Linked DNA regions of Columba livia: region 1 is linked to region 2. A link is a contact called in public Hi-C data. All regions are on one chromosome and are shown on one strand. Each heading gives the region's core, a stretch centred on a gene start, on an enhancer-like site or on the middle of the called end of the contact. The rest is flanking DNA. Distances are from core to core; before and after follow the strand shown. Region 1 overlaps FGGY (FGGY carbohydrate kinase domain containing). Region 2 overlaps FGGY (FGGY carbohydrate kinase domain containing).

Evidence for each region. A called contact is a pair of places that touch in the nucleus more often than the background predicts.
Region 1: a Hi-C map of crop shows a contact between it and region 2, with 1.6 times the contacts expected there. The contact joins two enhancer-like sites. A contact is called at or near these places in 2 of 2 Hi-C or Micro-C datasets (crop and liver).

What each region holds. Positions count from the first base shown.
Region 1 is chr8:12,755,184-12,757,931 of bColLiv1.pat.W.v2, reverse strand. All of the region lies in intron 1 of FGGY (FGGY carbohydrate kinase domain containing), which reads left to right. Among named protein-coding and RNA genes, the nearest start is that of JUN, 9.5 kb to the left of the region's middle. Within about 2 kb of position 1,436, at least 2 of the 3 cell types and tissues checked have an H3K27ac peak away from gene starts, as active enhancers do.
Region 2 is chr8:12,709,957-12,712,656 of bColLiv1.pat.W.v2, reverse strand. The region is part of intron 1 of FGGY (FGGY carbohydrate kinase domain containing); the gene reads left to right. Among named protein-coding and RNA genes, the nearest start is that of JUN, 55 kb to the left of the region's middle. Within about 2 kb of position 1,331, at least 1 of the 3 cell types and tissues checked has an H3K27ac peak away from gene starts, as active enhancers do.

The DNA of each region.
Region 1 (2,748 bases), core at 187-2,686, 45 kb before region 2:
TATGGCAGTAGAGAAAAACAGGAGAACAGAATAAACTCAAATGGGATATAACTGCAGTCTTGCCTGGTTTTCCTCCATGCTGAATGACCCGTAATCACTTTTTGCATCTGTGTGGTTTGGTTTCCCTGCCTGTAAAATGGGGATAATGAGACTGAAGTTCTAGAAAAGTGTGCAGATCTGTGGAGAATAAATGCTATTTAAGTGGTATGAAGTATTTTAATTTTAAAACATGCATTAAGGATAAAGGTACAGAAAAAGAATGGGATTTCATCCAAAAAAAAGATCTAGGATTAACTTATTGGTATAAAATATTTGTTACTGGCCCCATTTGCTTTTCAGATATCAACCATTGACATTTTTACTGGTTCATCAGCCTTGTAGTGCCTTTTGAATCAGACCCAGGACTGTGTAGAGCATATACTGGCACTTAGGTTTATGCCATTTTCACTCTCTGGTTACTCTCTGACATTTGACCAAATATCTGCGTTGCTATCGGCTTGCTTTTTTGGACATGATGTGAGTTTGTTTGTTTGTTTTCCTTTACATTTAGAGTCTCTGCTGTGAGAGGCTCCGACAATGGTTTGAAGTTGTGAATGTCAAAAATGCTGTGTAGGAGGAAGTATTACATGTTGGCTTCCCAGAAGGGGGAAGCTGAGGCACAGCGATAAGCACCTCTCCAGAATCACAGATAGTTTCTTTGAAGAAAAAGCCTTGATATTTAGTCCAAAACTTTGACAAGAAGACGGTCAGGTGAAATACAGGAACTCATTTGTATTACCCAGCCCTTGGGGAAGAGGGGGAGTGCAGCAGCCATTCCCTCCTCGCAGGAATGGGTATTGCCAGTCCCAAGGAAGTGAAGCTTACAGCCCCCCTTGGACACTTCCATCCAATAAATGTGCACCGAAGCTTTCTTGCCTGTTTTTACATGTATGTTACGTTTTAAAATGCTATACATCTAGCAATCATTTTTAAGGACAAGTAAGAAGTACTTTTTAGCAGACATAAATCAGCACAAATTACGATGTCGTTAGTTCCCCAAGTGCTTTCAGCCGGCGCTGCTGACATAAGAGGGAGTCCTGCCCTCTTCCTGCTCCCACGCTGTCCCCTCCCTTGTGCTGACACAGCCGTGAGGTGAAGTGTGTTGGGAAATACATCCCGTTCAAAACTATCCTAGCGAAAAACCTGAATGGCTGGGGAGAGAGGCATTTGCTTCTTTTCAGGCTGTCACCAGCATATCCTGCATTAAAGTCCTCGTGGAACCACTGTGTTACTGCAATTCACTGGTCTCCGTGGAAGCCAGGACCTTCCCTAGTTTGTCCCAGTGGCTTCTGGCTAAAAGTATTGTGCTGCAGCTGGAAACTCGATCAAGCGAGTTTCAAAACATTTCATTCATACGTGGTCCTCAGTTGAGTCTTAAGACACCTTTACTATAGTCACTAGTGCTTCATAAGCCTTGTCAACATTGCAGTGGAACAAAGGTTCCTCTTGAGACTTTGTGTTGTGTAAATAAACCTTGTGCCTAGCAGGGTGTCACTGAGTTAATGTAAAGCCCGAGAAGGGGAGGGCGTGGGAGCAGCATGCCAGTGTTAACGTTCTGTTTTCTGCACAGGATTGCAAAAGGATTGCAACAGCCCAGCCTATCTGAGCTGCTGCACGTACCGTAGACATGTCTCTGCACTTGAATTTGATATGGGTGGTGATAGAACAATATACCTTTCTGGGAAATGGTAATGGGCAGCACGATTTTGTTTTAAGGAAATTCCCCATAAACAATAGCAGTTTTCTTCTTAGAGCACTGATGCTTTCCAGGTGGCCCACCAGACAGTCAAACAAAGGAAATATATATGGCAGCATTTACTCAAGGGTTGAAGTTTCAGGGTAAGGAGGAGGAATGTAGAAAACCCCATGAACTTTAATAGTTACGCTTATATCTTTGTGGTGGCCCTGACTTCTTTTTTTTTTTTTTTGCTTCTCACAGATCAGTAATCGGGGGACAATCGACAGGAATAACCCCCCTGGTAAAAACACACTACTGTTTCTGAAACAAACAGCATTTCATATGCAAAACTGTCTGGTAAAGTGTATGCTTAGGGTGCTTTTTCAGGCCTCATGGGAAGTTTTACAAAGAGCAAGCTACCTTTTAGCAAGTGCTTTTCTGTTAGTTTCAAACTCCTCTGTTGTTGTTTTTTTTTTTTCTTAGAATGATTTTCCCAAAAAAGGTGATACAAACCGTAAGAGAAGTCTCAGTAGAGTTTACTGCCCCCCTATCCCCTTCTCTACTTCCCTCTTCCCCCAAAGACTGGGAGCTCTCAAAAGTATTTTACTATCCTGGAGATTAAAAACAGTGTCTTTAATTTGCATTTGTCTTGTAATAGCTCTGACTTTCACCGCCTTGTCCTCCCCTCGGTTGAGAGTCCATGTGTGAGCACTCCCTCTAATGTTTATACGCTCACTGTCAGGTTCAATAAGCAGTATTTTAGCAGGGCACCTTCCCACGTGAAGGAAAGGTTTCCAGTTCTTGTCTTAGCTCCTGCTCCTCCACATGCAGTGTCTTGACAAGGCACAGCAGAGAAGAAGAGAAATGAGTATTGGCAGTATCACTAAATCTTACCTGATAAATGGAAATTAACTCTAGAACTTCATTAATCCACTGGCAGCTCAGATGTAGGGCAGCTGTTTACAGGGCATTTTATAGGTGTTCCAGTTATGCGAGTTTTGCATAGTACCTATTTTAAGTTCAGGCATTTT
Region 2 (2,700 bases), core at 82-2,581:
CAGGTCAGGTGTTAGAGAACCTGCAAGGCTGGGAGGTGGAGAAGCTTGAAATAAATGAGAATTTTTACAGAAAAGTGTTCTGTCTTTATCCCAGCCCATGTTTGTTCAACTATTACCACACAGCGCTGCACCCTTAACTTTGCTCCACACCTCCTGTTCTCTGTGCTCTCCAGAGGCATTTATCCCTTCTCTCCGAGTCATCTTGATGTTCTGACTCATTCACTATTGTGTTTGTGGTTAATTTTATGGGGCGAAGCAACTGGGATAACCTTGGGAAGATCAAAACAGTGTACTTTTAAGTGACACATGGTTACAGTATTAACTTTCAAATACATTTAGGAATAATATTGACATTCATTTGTTCTTTACAGGAGCATGCTTGTTTTGAAAGACAGACAAGCAGAAACTTTTCATGATAACATAGTTCATCTATGAAATAACTTGTTCATTTTCAGAAATTTTGTTTTAAAAGAGCTACTCTGAACTGCCAGGATTCATGAAGCTGTTCTCCAGAAAGCATCCGTCTAATCCAAAGCCCACTACAGCCTGTGAACATCTTTTTATGTCCTTTCGACATGGTTTCCAGTAAAGGTCGTAGTTACAAAACATTGTGACACCTCTCGGTCACTCTGGTTTGTATCTGTGGGATATCCTCAGGACCCCTGTTTTTGTGGTTCAGCTGTAGTCTGTTGGAATAACTTTGACTTCCTTAGCAAGAGTTGTTACTGCAAAGCTTGTCAAAATTTCTACTCACTTTCAGAGCTAGAAAATTTGGTGAATTGGCGTAATATAAATAGCAATGCCCGAAATGTTTGTGATGAACAAAGCCGTACCACTGTGTTGCTGGCAAACAGCTGTATTCTGAACACTTGCAGGATCTTTTCAATAACTGCCGTGTCCTTTCCCAGCAGCTCTTGGAAAAGTGAGATTTGCCACTGGACAGGGCAGCCTGCACCATCCATGGTGCCTGCAGGAGCTGGGGAGGAGCTGGGTGTTATTGCTTACCGTTCAAGTTACTTCATACCTACATTTTAACATTTCAGCCAGAAATTAGTTATTTCTTAACCACTGTGCCAGGCAACACCCCTGCAATATTGCCTGCTTTGGGATTTACCACCCCACCACACACACACAATGCCTTTTACCCCACTCCAGATGCCACAATGAGCACAATCCATGCACTTGAAACTAAGGCATCCAAGCTCAGGGTGAGGGAAAGCCATGCAGAACACTGATCACATGCAGCAAGCTGATCTTGTGCTGCAGGTTTTGTTTAAAACCTGATCATTTGTGCAGGCTGGATTCTGAAACATTTGGTTTGGAGCTGGACAAGCAGAACCAACAAACTGGATGATTGCCCGGTGCCAAAGGCAGAGAAAGAAGGAGCCTCTCATATCATTCAAGTACTTGACTGTTTTCTCCAGTAGGTATTTTTTCAGTTCCCAGCAGGCCATTGATACCAGAAAGTGCAGCAACAGCAACCTCAGTGGTGAAACTGCCGATGTTACAATCGGAGAGAGATAAAGTGAAGTATTTGTTGGAGTGGCAGTACCAGGAAACGGCTGAGACATCACATGACAGAGAATGTGCACGCTGTACCAGAGGGACGGATTTACTTACAGCCCAGACTTCACCAGACTTGACCAAAGGCAGTTTTGGCTCGTTATTTGAATTACCTGACCCACTTGCAGTAGGAAGTCATTACATAGATAGCAAATACCTACCCCACCCTAGCAGGCAGACAGACACTTTGCCAAAATGGTCTAGCTCAGCTTTGCAGATTATAAAATATTGTGCCTTTCTAGTTAAAACTGTTGTTGCAAAGACATGAGAAGCTGCTGCTGTTCCAGTAAACTGCTCCGCTCCTCGACATTCAACGAAGTGGAGAAAGCCTCTAGGATTTACCTCTTACCACCACCTGGAACACAAATTATACGCAAAGAATAAGTCTGAAATTTTTCCAAGGTTCAGATCTCGTCTCCCACTGGTGAGAAAAGCTCCCAGGCCCTTGGCAGGCAGAGCAGTGGCCTGTGTCAGAGGATACCAATAGTAGCTTTACAAAAGCATTAATTTAAAATGTTAAATAGAGACCTCAAGATAGTTTTTCCTTGACTTTTTTGGTTTATTTTCTTGCTATAAAATCTGCAGCTAAATTAGCACACATCACATGCTTGGTGATTAATTATTGTTAATTAATGGATGAGTTTATCATTTTAAGCAAAGTGCTTGAAACACTGCTTACAAGTTATCATTAAAAACAAAAAAATCGTATGTCTATTATAATAATTTGTAAGTGTAAATTATTTTCCCCATAAATAGATGAGATTTCACCAAAAGCCATGGGCTACACCTTTAGCGTAACCCTGCAATTCATCACCAGGATAAGATTCTGATCTTGCTCACACCAGAATACAGTTGGAGAAAGTCCATGAGAAGACAGCAGATTTATACTTATGCAGCTATGAACAGATCTGGTCCAAAATAGATTTTAAACTAAGAGGGCATCTTTCAAATTAAAGTGATGATGGCCTTTGCTTGGGCTGTAGGAACAGGTGATGGTAGAAAAGGAAGAAGTACTGTTAAGTCTTTTGCTGCACTTATATCTCCATTTAATTTTGCTTATATTTTATAAGACTTAGGTGAGGCTTAGGTGAGACTTCAGATACTGATAGTCACGTATTGCTGCTGGTTTCTCTGTGC